Regions from separate parts of the Danio rerio genome. Here region 1 is linked to region 2. A link is a contact called in public Micro-C data. All regions are on one chromosome and are shown on one strand. The core of a region is the stretch at or near the end of the contact, and the rest is flanking DNA. Distances in the headings are between cores, read along the strand shown.

Region 1 (7,165 bases), core at 3,221-5,720, 200 kb after region 2:
ATGAGAGCCACAGAACCATCCAAGATTTTGACACTTTGTTGGCATCTTTAAGCTGCCGTAAACAAAAAAGCCTTTTAAATAGGGTATTAAATACTATTCAGTTGTCCAGCACTTTCTCCTTGTGTCATTGTTATTACACCGCTCATTTTTCAGATTTGTTTTGTTTTATTTTAATGTTTAAAAGATTTTTACCAAAATCTGGTTCAATTCCCTGTAAACAGCTCCTTTAGTAATATTATTCCCAGAAAAATATGTGTTCAATACTTATGTCCCCGCTTCTTTTTGATAATGTTGTGTTGTAGAAAGTGCTCTTCCGGACGGCGCACTGATGTTCTGCAACCCTCAAACGTCCAGTGTTCTGGACCCGAATCAAACCTCTCCAGACGGCTCTTCTTCATGCCAAAACACCAACGTCACCGAGTCCAAACACACTCAAACATCCCAATCCAGTATCGGAGAAGCTCCTCAGAAAATCCCTGAACCTATAGAGAAACCTCCAGAAGAACAGAAACACACTGGTGAGAGCAATAACTAGTTACTTTAAAAAGATACAGTAAATACACTCACTGGCCACTTTATTAGGTACACCTTACTAGTACCGGGTTGGAACCCCTTTTGGCTTCAGAACTGCCTTAATCCTTCGTGGCGTATATTCAACAAGGTACTGCCAGGTACTTGATGCAAGGCAGGATGGATCCATGCTTTCATGTTGTTGAGGCCAAATTCTGACCCGACCATCTGAATGTGTCAGCAGAAATGGAGACTCATCAGAGCAGGCAACGTTTCTCCAATCTTCTATTGTCCAGTTTTGGTGAGTCTGTGTGAATTGTAGCCTCAGTTTCCTGTTCTTAGCTGACAGGAGCGGCATCCGGTGTGCTCTTCTGCTGCTGTAGCTCATCTGCCTCAAGGTTGGACGAGTTGTGTGTTCAGAGATGCTCTTCTGCAGAGCTCGGTTGTAACGAGTGCTTATTTGAGTTACTGTTGCCTTCCTATCAGCTGAAACCAGTCTGGCCATTCTCCTCTGACCTCTGGCATCAACAAGGCATTTGCGCCCACAGAACTGCCGCTCACTGGATATTTCCTCTTTGTCAGACCATTTTCTGTAAACCCTAGAGATGGTTGTGCGTGAAAATCCCAGTAGATCAGCAGTTTCTAAAATACTCAGACCAGCCCGTCTGGCACGTTTAAAGTCACTTAAATCCTTAAATTCTTCCCCATTCTGATGCTCGCTTTGAACTGCAGCAGATCGTCTTCACCATGTCTACATGCCTAAATGCATTGAGTTGTTGCCATGTGATTGGCTGATTAGATATTTGCGTTAACGAGCAGTTAGACAGGTGTACCTAATAAAGTGGCCGGTGAGTGCATTTATAAATTTTTATGTTTTGCATTTCAAAAATATAATTTATTGTGTTGAATATAGGGAGGGAGGGTGAACTATCCCTTAATAACAGAATTGTAAAAAAAAAAAAAGTGTGTGAACTATCCCTTAATAACAATTTTAATTTCTAGTTGAACTATCCTTAATATGCATTACAGAATTTTAATTTCTGCGTGAACTAACCCCCCTTTATTGTGCTTATTTGTAACCTGCCAGCACCTCAGTGTGTTTCCCAAGTCTCTATCTTCAGAGAGCATCATCTGGGTCTCCTCAGTATAGTCCAGGATCTCCTGTGTTCAGTCCTGGTTCTGTCTAATGGTCTGGTTCTGCTGCTGTCCCGAGCTCACTGTCACCGGCCTCACTCAGACTGTCACCTGCTGGTTTACCTGGATGCTGTTTTCTCCACGGTTTGTGTGGTATTTTTACTTTCCGCCGCCCTGCCGAGGTTACACAGATACGGGCTGCTGGTTCTCCAGGCGGCGCCTCTGCATCTTTCTGTCCGCCAGGTGCGACTCTGTCTCGGTCAAGTTCCCGGAGTATTATCGGTCCACGAACTTCACATTTGGCAGCTCTCAGATTCCCTCATTATCGCATCTCTGCATGTTCACTGTCCCGCCGGGATGAGCGCAGCAGAGTGCGAGGAACTTATAGCAAATATCAAAGCAGTGTTTTACTCTTTCGGCGTCAATCATTGCACGGTCCAACCTGAGTTTCTCACGCCGGAAAAGAGCGAGGCTGCGCCCGCGGAGGGTTCAGGACGACCCGGCTGCAGTCTGCGCTGTGGGCAGGAGTGTGTGGAGAAACTCTGTTGTGCCCCCCAGGTGGACGAGTCAACAAAGACAATAAATCCCACCTGCATCCGTGAGGAGAAACCATGTGATAGAGATGTGGTCATTGAAAATACATCTGTGATTCAAGACTGATGGCAATAAAAGATTTAATATGTGCACTGAGTCTGATAATCACTGCAGACTATTGTATCTCAGGCCTATAGCCAGCCTTGTGAAAGGGGTGTTTTTTTTCTTAAAAAGTGGACCATTTTGCGTTCATTTAGGCCACTATTTAGTAATGAATACTGCATTTTAGTGACATTTTAAGCACTATTTTAGCTAAAACAGATTGTCGGATGGTCATCATAACCTAAAAAGCACATATGAAAATTCATGGAGAACAGCAATAGCCAAAATAGTATTCAAATTCATTTTAATATCGGTCACTTTTTGTGCTTCACACCTTTTCATTGGTCATTTTTTTGTTTCAAGATTTTGAATAACTTGTACAACATCTTAAGCATAAACGTCAGACATCCACTAGACTGTTTAGAGCTGACTCCAGACCTGTTAAACTGTTCCACAATAAAACACACATACACACATTCCCCTGGTTTCACAAACAAGGTTTAAGGCTAGTCAAGATTAAATTGCATGTTTGAGCTGTCTCAACTCAAAATAACTTGCAGGGAGATGTCTTAAAATACGTCAGTCAAATTTTTTTTTTGTCTCCAGGTGCACACCAGTAATATATTTTATAAATGTGGCTTAAATAGCCTAAATTATCTAAGGCCTAGTCCTGGCTTGATCTAAGCGCTGTTTGTGAAACTGGGCCTTAAAGTACAATCTGTTTCTTACCCAAGCCTAAGTACTCTCAGCTGTCTTGATCAAAACTAGTGTAATCTACATTCAGGCAGTAATAATATCCTTACTACACAAAGTCTTTCTTGAATAAAAAGTAGAATCACTTTAAAAGAAATAATCGTAAAAATAGAAAAATCTCTTTAGACCTTTTAGACAGTTTTAACTCTAAAACTGAGAAATAACAATAGAAACAGTTGCTTCCAGTCTTCAGACCTTCACTCAAGATCTCCGTGACCTCTGACCTAGTTTGGTGGCACCTGAAAATAGTAGAGACAGGCTAGTGCACTGAACACTCTTACATATGAAGCAGTGTGTTTACTTATTCATTAGATAAATCATTTCAATACTCATTTAAATAATCATATTTAATAAAAATAATGAGAAACAGGATGATGAGGAAAGGATGCTGAGACGGATTGGAAGGTTTATAACTGAATCCTTCAGTGCGCAATGTTGTTTTTGTGTTATGTTGTTTACTTAAGCTCAGGCTCAAGTTCATTTTGTTTTTATTAAATCAAATTACCTCTCTGTATCGTGTTTTTTCTATCCATTTTACCACTCAGTTAAAACAATTGGGTTAAAAATACCCCAACAAATAACCCAACTAGCACCTTCCTAACTTTGGGTTATTTTTAATCCAATGCATTGGGTTTTTTTAACTAAATGTTATTTTTTATTAACATTTATTTTTTATTTTTTTCCATTCTGGTATTACTATTGCTACTATAGTACTACTCTTATTTTATATTATGGCTGTGTAAATAAATAACCTGCAGTTTTCACATATGATGAAAAAGCTTTATTTTCACTACATTTTAAGTTCCAGACACTTAAGCGTTTTTATCCATTTAATATAGATCGGCGATGAAGTGCACGTTTGTATCATCATTAAAATCAAAATAAATCATCAAATTAAATTAAATTAAATTAAAAGGGCACATATTTATGTCTATCTGACATGTTTTTGGCTCAAACTATAACAGGAGCAAAGAATTTAATTGGTTTGAAACCGAATGTCTAATGAATGTCAAACATCAAACTAACTTTACCACGGTCTGGATAAGTCGGCGGTTCATTCCACTGTGGCGACCCCAGATTAATAAAGGGACTAAGCCGAAAAGAAAATGAAATGAGATATGCAGGCTTAAAATTGCTTGTTTAAATCGAGTTACTCTGCATTGATAGTAGTTTTACAATATGTATTTTCATTATATTATTTTATACAAGTATTTGGGAAAATTCGACGATTTTGCTTCATTTACACGGTTGTAGAACTTGAAACACTTAGATATATAAAAAATAAACATTTCTTCATATAGCTATAATTTGTGTTCCTAAGATGCTTTTATTTCTACACTGAAAATGTTCTCTATGATACGAATACAACCTCTTTTAAAGAGGCTTCTCCTCTGTTTATCCAAATATAGACTTTTATTCTGAAATAGGCGTTACTCCACTTCCGCCTATAGTGAATCGCTGCAACATCCGCTCTTTCGCTGTTTCCTCAACGGCGAACACAATTAAACAGCATTTATAATGTACTTAATAATAGCAAATAAACAAGTTTACCATAAAATATGAACGTTTTGCCTTAAAACGATAATCATGGCGAGGATTGGAGACATCATTCATCTGAACGTCGGGGGGAAAAGGTTTGTATTAAGCCTCCATCCTGCTGAGGCAAACACAGACTTCACTAACTTACCTCAGTCAAGAACTCTTAGCATTATAGTAAACCCTGGACACTTTATCTTAGGCTTACTATGCAGCAGCAGCGTCGTTTTATTGAGTGTATTGTATTGATCAGACTTTGTAAAAGTCAGCAGACAGTGATAAACATCTGCATACCTTCACATTCTACAGGAGGCCTGTCTTCATTGAGGTAAAGTTGGGTTTTTGTGATTCGCACATTCGGACTTTCTGCTTGATATCATCTTATTAAAGTATTATTTGCTAATTCTAGATAGGGAAATCATAATAGTAGCCAACAACTACGTTACAACTTTGTTTACAGTCAATTAAATAGTGCTAATCTTGCTATAATGTCATACTTGGATGCGATTTCAGACCCAAAATTCAGATTATCCTGGAAAGCATGTTAAGACCGTGTCGCAAGTTGTCAACAATTGTGCGAAGTTATGCTAAAGTTAGTTTTATATCCACCTAATTTTTCTCTTAATAATAAGATTTCACTAAAATACTCTTTTCAAATTATAAATGTTGAACTCATATTAGCAGCAAAGGACTGTTAAAGTACAACAATGTTCACAGTCAATTAAACAGTTGTTTTTAAGTCATACTTGCATGTGATTTCAGAATGAATATGTAAAAGTACCATAGTAAATAATGTAGGGAGCATGTCACAAGTTGTCACTGAATGAATGTGTGAATAAAAACAACTTTACCTCAATATGTGTGAATACCTACTTTGCATAAACCCTGATCATTGCATAACACCTGTGTTGATATACCATGTTCTGTTATTGAACTCTTAACCAAGAAAATAGATATACTACCTGTTTTTTAATGTTGCTTTTATGTATTTTGTGCAGGTTCAGTACCTCCAGACAGACTCTGACATGGGTTCCTGACTCCTTTTTCTCAAGGTTTGTGCATTTCACGTCATATAAAGCTAAACTAGACTTAATTTAGTTTTTTGATAATATTTAAATAAGGTTTTTATCACTGACTTTTTCAGTTATTTGCTTTTTAAATATCTATCTGTTTGTCTGTCTGTCTTATATAGTGAGATCCAAAGTTATGCTATTGTCTTTTGTAATGTTTAAGAAAATGTATTGTCAAAATGTTGGTGAATTAACCTTTTTTCTTTTATAAAAAAAAATGTATGTAAAAACTTGTGTTTATGTAAAAATTAAATCACTATTCTTGAAATTGAAGATCTATGAAAAGTGTATGAAAAGATTTGTTTTGCATTTTAAATGCTTAAAAATGTGTTGCTGACAAATGGGTCAAAACTAGTAGCAAAATGATAATTAATATTAATATTTAATATTTTAATTATTAATAATTTAAAATAAACAATTAATATTTTGTGCTTATTGCACAATATGTTTCTTTTACACACACACACACACACACACACACACACACACACACACACACACACACACACACACACACACACACACAGTTAAAGTCAGAATTATTAACCCCCCTTTTAATTTTTTTGAATTATCATTTCACAATTATGTTTCACAGATTCAGGAAATTTTCACAGTATGTCTGATAATAATTTTTCTCCTGGAGAAAGTCTTTTTTTGTTTTATTTTGGCTAGAATAAAAGCAGTTTTGAATTTTTTAATAAACAATTTTATCAATATTATTAGCCCCTTTAAGCTATATTTTTCTCGATAATCTACAGAACAAACTATCGCTATACAATAACTTGCCTAATTACCCTAACCTGCCTAGTTAACCTAATAACCCTTGTTAAGCCTTTAAATGTCACTTTAAGCTGTATAGAAGTGTCTTGAAGAATATCTAGTCTAATATTATTTACTGTCATCATGACAAAGATAAAATAAATCAGTTATTAGAGATGAAGCTATCAAAACTATTATGATTAGAAATGTGCTGAAGAAATCTGCTCTCTGATAAACAGAAAATATGGGAAAAAATAAACAGAGTGGCTAATAAGTTAAGGGCTCTAATAATTTAGACTTCAACTGTGTGTGTGTGCGTGCGTGTGTGCGTCTAAACACATACATACTGTATATACAAATAATTCTTGCTGTAATTACGCCTGGCCAGAGTTTTGACTATATGGAATTTTGAAACGCTCAATGCTGACTGGTATAAGAGTTTTTTTCTTCTTTGTGTAGTTTATTAAGTGGAAGAATATCAACGCTAAAAGATGAGACTGGAGCGGTAAGTCATCTTCATGTCTGTAAGCTAATGATAACACATTTTTCCTCTATATAAATGCTTCTCCATGAGGCATCTCTAAAGGTTTTTGTCTTTCTAGATATTCATAGATCGAGATCCATCTCTGTTTGCTCCAATTTTGAACTTTTTGCGCACTAAAGAGCTTCATCCAAGGTAAACACTAGAATCTTGATTAAATTATGTGCAGCCTGTTAACTGTGATTATTCAACATTGAATGTATTCCTTTATTTTTCTGACAGGTCC
Region 2 (7,308 bases), core at 1,436-3,935:
TTGGTAGAATTGATTTATTTAATCAAAAATTATTTTTATGTATTTTAAATGTGGGTCAAGACGGGCCAAACTCACGTGGCCCACAATCAATTTTTAAAATCTGGGCCAAATACTACGTTTTACATCTGGCCCAAATCTTGTGTGCTGCATTATAGACGGTGCCACCTCTGCCAAACCCAGGCCATGGTTGGCCCACATGCTGTATGCCAGTGCCGGATGAATGCCTGCTGTCCCAGATTTATGCCAAATCTGGGCCAGAATTCTTTGCTACTAGGGACCCATACACACATTCACACACATACACTACGGACTACTAATACACCTATAGCGCATGTCTTTGGACTTGTAAACCGGAGCACCCGAAGGAAACCCACGCCAACAGCGGGAGAACATGCAAACTCCACACTGAAATGCCAGCTGACCCAGCAGAGGCTCAAACCAGCGAACTTCTTGCTGTGAGGCCCCTAATTGTATTATAATCGTCAATTTTCTAACAATGATTTTAATAGGGTATATGCCGAGCTAGTGCTGTTCCCATGCTGATCCACTTCCGGTGACCTGTTATTGTGAACTTTTTTCCATTTTATACGGTTCCTTATACAGCATCGATGTTGTAATGTCATTAAAATACATTCAGTTAAATAAACTTCAGCATTTATTTGGTTGCTCAAGCGTAAAACGAGACAAAAAGCTGTTCACTCGCACGCGCCCGTCAGAATCGGCAGGCTAACGCAGAAGCTCCATTGAATATACTGGAGTAAAATAAATGCTCATATATTAAAGATATGGCGGGGGAAATGTAATTTATTGCAGTGCTTCTTGTACAATCTGAGACCCACTTTAAATCGGATATCACTCAGCTAGTGGAGATCGCTGATTTTTAAAGAAAACAGACCTTAAACGCACCGGATTTTGCATTGGCATTCAATTCGCCGGAAGCGCTTAACCCAGGTTACTGGCAAATTAAAAGTCCTATTAGCATGCTTCGGCATACACCCCATTATTAATAACCCTTATTTTTATTTACCCTAATAGTCAACAAACAAGAAAATAAAATATTTAAAAATTAACAAAAATTTAGTTTTTACTCAAACACAACAATAATTATCTTACATCGAAAGCAACTGAGAATTTCCATAGTGCTCTCCCTCTCTCTCTCAGACGTTATATAGTTCTGTGAACTTTATAATCTTGATGACAGAAGAGGAACTAATTAAAAATAACACTAGAAAGGGACAGACAGCAGCACTTTCTTTTGATTCTGTGTGCATATAAAAGGGAAAGAGGAAAAAAAGAACTAATAAGAATGCGGGTATCTGAATACAAACTAAGGGTCAAATGCAGGGAAACAAATAGCAAAATGGGATATATATGGACACGAAAAAGTGTTGTGTGCAGAACTGTTGCAAACAGTTTATTTGTGTTGAATTTAAACAAACAAATTAAGTTTAATAATGTTCAACTTAATTTGTTTGTTTAAATTCAGCCCAAATACATTGTTTGCAACCACTTAACGTAAAAAAAAAGATTAAGTAAATCCAAGGAATCATCTTTGAATATTTTTTTTCAGTGCAGTTTATTTGTGTTGAATTTAAACAAACAAATTAAATTGAATAATGTTCAACTTAATTTGTTTGTTTAAATTCAACACAGTTAAATAGTTTACAACCACTAAACATAAAAAAATTGAGTAAATTCAAGGAATCAACTTTGAATAATTTTTTTTCAGACCGACGGCTTCTGGTGAACTATGTTTCCATTACAAAATCGGCATGTTTAAGATCTGTTTTCCTTAAAAATAAGTGATATTCACTGCCTAATAGATATTTGAAATATAGTGTGTCGCAGAGCGGACAAGAAGAACTGGATCCCTACTGAACAAAACAGCTTAAACCAGCCTAGACTGGTTGGCTGGTTTTAGCTGGTCGACCAGCCTGGTTTTAGAGGGGTTTTGGCCATTTCCAGCCTGGTCTTAGCTGGTCAGGCTGGGAGATGACCAGCTAAAACCAGCTTGACCAGCCTAGCCAGCCAAAACCAGCTATGTCCAGCTAAAACCAGGCAGGTCAAGCTGGTTTTAGCTGGATTTAGCTGGTCATTTTCCAGCCTGACTAGATAAGACCAGGCTGGAAATGGCTGGAAACCAGCCTGGAAATGGCCAAAACCCCTCTAAAACCAGGCTGGTCAACCAGCTAAAACCCGCCAACCAAGGCTGGTTTAAGCTGGATTTTTCAGCAGGGATTAAATTCCATTTCCCCCTGCCATCTCTTTTAAATATGAAAATGTATTTTACCTCAGCATTTTGAATGGAGTTTCTGTGCTAGCCTGCTGGTACTGACGCCGCTAGCGGTTACACGGTCTATCATCTGGTTTAATGCGTGAACTAAATTGATGCTTACTTATTTAATAATATTACATGCTGTAAAGGAACCAGATCAAATTTAGAACAGTCTCAGAAACCTTTCACCGGATGTATCGTTGGCTGAAAAACACTAGCTATGCATATATATGAAACTTATTGGAAATATTGGTTTAATAGACACGATATAGCAATTATGTTGGAAACCGCATCCATCCGTTTCACACTCCATCATAGTAGGTGGCGGTATGCACCTAAATAGATGGTTTACACCCACAAAAAAAAGAAGAAGAAAAGGAAGACTTTTATTTTGAAATTTTACCCCGCTCAGTCTTCTGGTCGGATGTTCAGAATCAGATGCGCTGAATGAGGTGTGTAAACAGTTTCAGAAACAGATATCAGCTTATATCTTTTATATATTATTTTTTTATAAGCATGATGAATATACGATTGAGGTAAAGTTGTTTACCATGCTATTTTGAATATTCGGTAAGCATGACTTCAAAACAACATTAGCATTTGTGTATTGACTGTGAACACTTGTAATATGATAGATTGAGGTAAAGTTTTATATTCGCACATTGATTCAGTGATAACTTGTGACACGCTTTACTATGGTACTTTGAGTATGTAAGCATGAGGTATGAGTATTTTCTGATTTATGTCAGCAAATTTTAAACCTGCCTTTCAGATTTATTTTCTCATATATATATATATATATATATATATATATATATATATATATATATATATATATATATATATATATATGTGTGTATATATATATATATATATATATATATATATATATATATATATATATATATATATATATATATATATAGCCTATATATATATAGCCTATATATATAGCCTATATATGTTTTCTTGAGGTGGATTGTTGATTGGATGAATGTCAGCCCAATTGGGAAGCTTTAAAGCTTTTCTTTGGACAGAGGAAAATTAATACCGGTTTAAAACGATTTAAGACAGTAAATTTAGTGAACTTAAGAACTTTTAAGGCCTAAAATAGTTTTTGAAATTTAAGACGTTGTTCTTGAAATCAATAAAAAAAATACATACTATTAAAGTTGGTTTTATATTCGCATTCGGACGTGTAATGTAGGCTAATTTAAAAAAAATTGACCAATTCTAAATAGAGGAACCGTAAAAGTACCGACCAAGTACCAGTACCGACCCAGCTCTTACTAAATTTCTACAGAAGCACGATAGAGAGTACAATTAATAATATTCATTGGCTCCTAATACGATTCCACTGTTTAGAAAGGGTCAAATTGTCTGAAATAAGCCTACATTATATGTCCGAATGCGAATATAAAACCAACTTTAATAGTATGTATTTTTTATTTACTTAAAGAACAATGTGTTAAATTTCAAAAACAAAATTTTAGGCCCTAAAAAGTCTTTAGTTTACTGAAATTATTGTCTTTATATATAAATATATATATATATATATATATATATATATATATATATATATATATATATATATATATATATATATATATATATATATATGGCCAACAGCCAGAAAAATAGTACTAATTAATTTTCACCATGATTTTTAGGAGTACAATCTCATAGCAACCAAGCAAAATGAAGACTCCAGTCGGTGTTCTCAGGCTGCCAAGAGGACCGGAGCCAAACAGTCGAGGGTTTGACCCAAATTCTCCTCGTTTCCAGGCTCTCTGCCCCACATCTCTGACCTCCTCATCTTCATCCTCCTCTGTGGACGTTGAAGAGCAGCGGCTGCGGGCGGAGCAGCGCGAGCATTTTCTGCGGACTCTCCTCCTCATGACGGACAAACGCGTCGACTTTCAGCTGCTGGAGAAGCTGCGCATGCGCGGTCGGTTCGGCGCCTCAGACATCGATGTGCTGAATTTTCAGGTGTCCGATCTGGAGACTCCGCTCGGCGTGCAGAAAGAGGCTCTTCTCAGGTGTCACGATATTATTTCCTGCTCGTTTGAACTGTAAAGATTCCCATCTCACCGCTAGATGACGCTGGAGGACTCTGCTTGTTCCCGGACTGAAGGTTTAACGGGTTCATGGAACTTTCTCGCCGGTTTCACTGGGGTTTTTGGTCACGCTGTGGTTTGTAATAAAACGTTTGCAATGTACTCTGATTTGTTTATTTAATTTACTTTAATTAAAGTGTCAAGTCTATAATTTAGACACTAATCCAAGCAATGAATCGATATGTTAGGCTATATGCTTGCGCCACAAATGCAAACAAATGTCAACATTCAAACAACAGCATATAAGGTTACTTCTAATTAACTTTACTAAAAACAACTGAAGCTTTTCAACCTTATAAAACCTTTAATCAGGTCTAGAATTAGTCCTATATTTTTATAAACATGAAATCAACAAAATAAAATCACTATAAATATACACTTTTTAATTTTACTGAAATATACTAAATTATACTAAAGTTATATTAAAATACTTTTTGATTTTGCTCCATTTTTGTAATAAAATGTTTGCAATTGTATTCTGATTTAATTAAAGTGTCAAGTCTCTTACATAATCATAGACACAAGCAGAGAATCGATATATTAGGCTGTATATGTTTGTGCCATTTTTCTACAAAACAGAAACATAGGCCTACACTTGTCAGTTTTACGCAACACACAAATGCAACTGGACACGAATAAACAGGAAAAAATGCAAACAAATGTCAGTATTCAAATGGCAGCATATAAGTTTACTTCTAATTAACTTTCACTCGCTTAAACAAACACAGCTGAAGCTTTTCAACCATAAAAAACCTTTAATCAGGTCTAGAATTTGTCCTAGATTTTTATAAACATGAAATCAACAAAATAAAATCCCTATAAATATACACTTTTTAATTATACTAAGATATACTAAATTATATTAAAATACTTTTTGATTTTGCTCCATTTTTGTAATAAAATGTTTGCAATTGTATTCTGATTTGTTTATTTAATTAACTTTAAAGTGTCAGATCTATAATTTTACTATTCCAAGCAGACAATCAATATATTAGGCTATTTGCATGTTTGTGCTATTTTTTAACAAATACAGCTGAAGCCTTTAACCATAAAAAAAGCCTTTAATCAGGTCCAGAATTAGTCCTATATTTTTATAAATATGAAATTAACCAAATAAAATAACAATATATATATAAACACTTTTTAATTGAATATATTTTGATTTTAATACTTTTTGATTTTGCTTCATTTTTGTAATAAAACGTTTGCAATTGTATCCTGATTTATTTAATTAACTTTAATTAAAGTGTCAGGTCTTAACTGTCATAATCTTAGACACTAATCCAAGCAGAGAATCAATATATTAGGCTATTTGCATTTATGTTTGCGCTATTTTACAACAAAACAGAAACATAGGCCTACCCTTGTCAGTTTTACGCAACACACACACAAATGCAACTGGACACGAATAAACAGGAAAATGCAAACAAATGTCAACATTTAAACAACAGCGTATAAGTTTACTTCTAATTAACTTTCACTGTCTTTAGCAAAAACAACGGAAGCTTTTCAACCATATAAAACCTTTAATCAGGTCTAGAATTAGTCCTATATTTTTATAAACATGAAATCAACAAAATAAAATCACTATATACACTTTTTAATTGAATATATTTTGATTTTAATACTTTTTGATTTTGCTTCATTTTTGTAATAAAACGTTTGCAATTGTATCCTGATTTGTTTATTTAATTAGCTTTAATTTAAGTGTCAGGTCTTACATAATCTTAGACTTTAATCAAGCAGAGAATCAATATATTAGGCTGTATATGTTTATGCAATTTTACTACAAAACAGAAACATAGGCCTACCCTTGTCAGTTTTACGCAACACACAAATGCAATCGGACAAGAATAAACCGGAAAAAATGCAAACAAATGTCAGTATTCAAATGGCAGCATATAAGTTTACTTCTAATTAACTTTCACTCGCTTAAACAAACACAGCTGAAGCTTTTCAACCATATAAAACCTTTAATCAGGTCTAGAATTAGTCCTATATTTTTATAAACATGAAATAAATCAAATAAAGTCACTCTATACACTTTTTAATTGAATATATTTAGATTTTAATACTTTTTGATTTTGCTTCTTTTTTGTAATAAAACGTTTGCAATTGTATTCTCACTTGTTTGTTTAATTAGCTTTAATTAAAGTGTCAAGGCTATAATTTTAGACACTAATCCAAGCAGAGAATCAATATATTAGGTTATTTGCATAAGTTTGCGCTATTTTAAAACAAATACAACTGAAGCCTTTCAACCATATAAAACCTTTAATCCAGGTCTAGAATTAGTCCTGTTTTTATGAACATAAAATTAACCAAATAAAATCACTATATATGTGCTTTTTAATGAAATATATTTAGATTTTAATACTTTTTGATTTAAAATGGTCCATATTGAAAACCTTTTAAGGTCAAAAAGGCTATTTAATCAGTTTTTCTTAAACATGCAATGATAAATCTCCCCAAACTTATTTGAAAGGTCATCTAAATGTCATTTCAGAGCCACATGAGAATGACGTTATGATTACGTGGGTTTATAATGAAACCACAAACACGCGCTCAAGCTCAAACCCAACAACATACACAAAGGAGAAATAAAAGTTCCCGTCACATTCATTTTTTTTAAAGTGACCTACAAACTAGAAGTGCTCATATTCACTTTGTTTTATCACAGTTTATTCACTGTTTAGTAACGAAGTAGGACAAAAACTGATTTCTTGATAAGTGTAATCGATAGCATCCATCCCAAAATAATTCAGACATTAACATGCACACGATTATCAATATTTTTGCATTACAAGTAGTTGTTTACATATGTATAAACATGCAGAACATCAGTCTGGAAGGCAGGTTTGGGATTGGTTTCATTTTGCTGACATAAGTTTTGGCCGAGGGTGTTTTTTATCACTT

What was found. Hi-C and Micro-C count contacts between places; a contact is called where the count stands out from the background.
Region 1: a Micro-C map of caudal fin shows a contact between it and region 2, with 11 times the contacts expected there. The contact joins the promoter of shkbp1 here to the promoter of gemin7 in region 2. A contact is called at or near these places in 3 of 18 Hi-C or Micro-C datasets (caudal fin, hematopoietic stem cells and an unstated tissue).

What each region holds. Positions count from the first base shown.
Region 1 is chr18:52,057,492-52,064,656 of GRCz12tu, forward strand. It overlaps shkbp1 (SH3KBP1 binding protein 1), which reads left to right and starts at 4,471. Exons shown (of 20, transcript XM_001920900.9): 1 at 4,471-4,667; 2 at 5,568-5,621; 3 at 6,858-6,903; 4 at 7,001-7,074; 5 at 7,162-7,165. The coding sequence starts at 4,621. It overlaps LOC100002134 (proton-coupled zinc antiporter SLC30A1), which reads left to right. Exons shown (of 4, transcript XM_073929751.1): 3 at 303-518; 4 at 1,598-2,327. The coding sequence ends at 2,304.
Region 2 is chr18:51,858,625-51,865,932 of GRCz12tu, forward strand. It overlaps gemin7 (gem (nuclear organelle) associated protein 7), which reads left to right and starts at 2,686. Exons shown (of 2, transcript NM_001200037.1): 1 at 2,686-2,727; 2 at 3,946-4,494. The coding sequence starts at 3,974. The coding sequence ends at 4,351. It overlaps tirap (toll-interleukin 1 receptor (TIR) domain containing adaptor protein), which reads right to left and starts at 2,586. Exons shown (of 5, transcript XM_073929753.1): 1 at 2,291-2,586.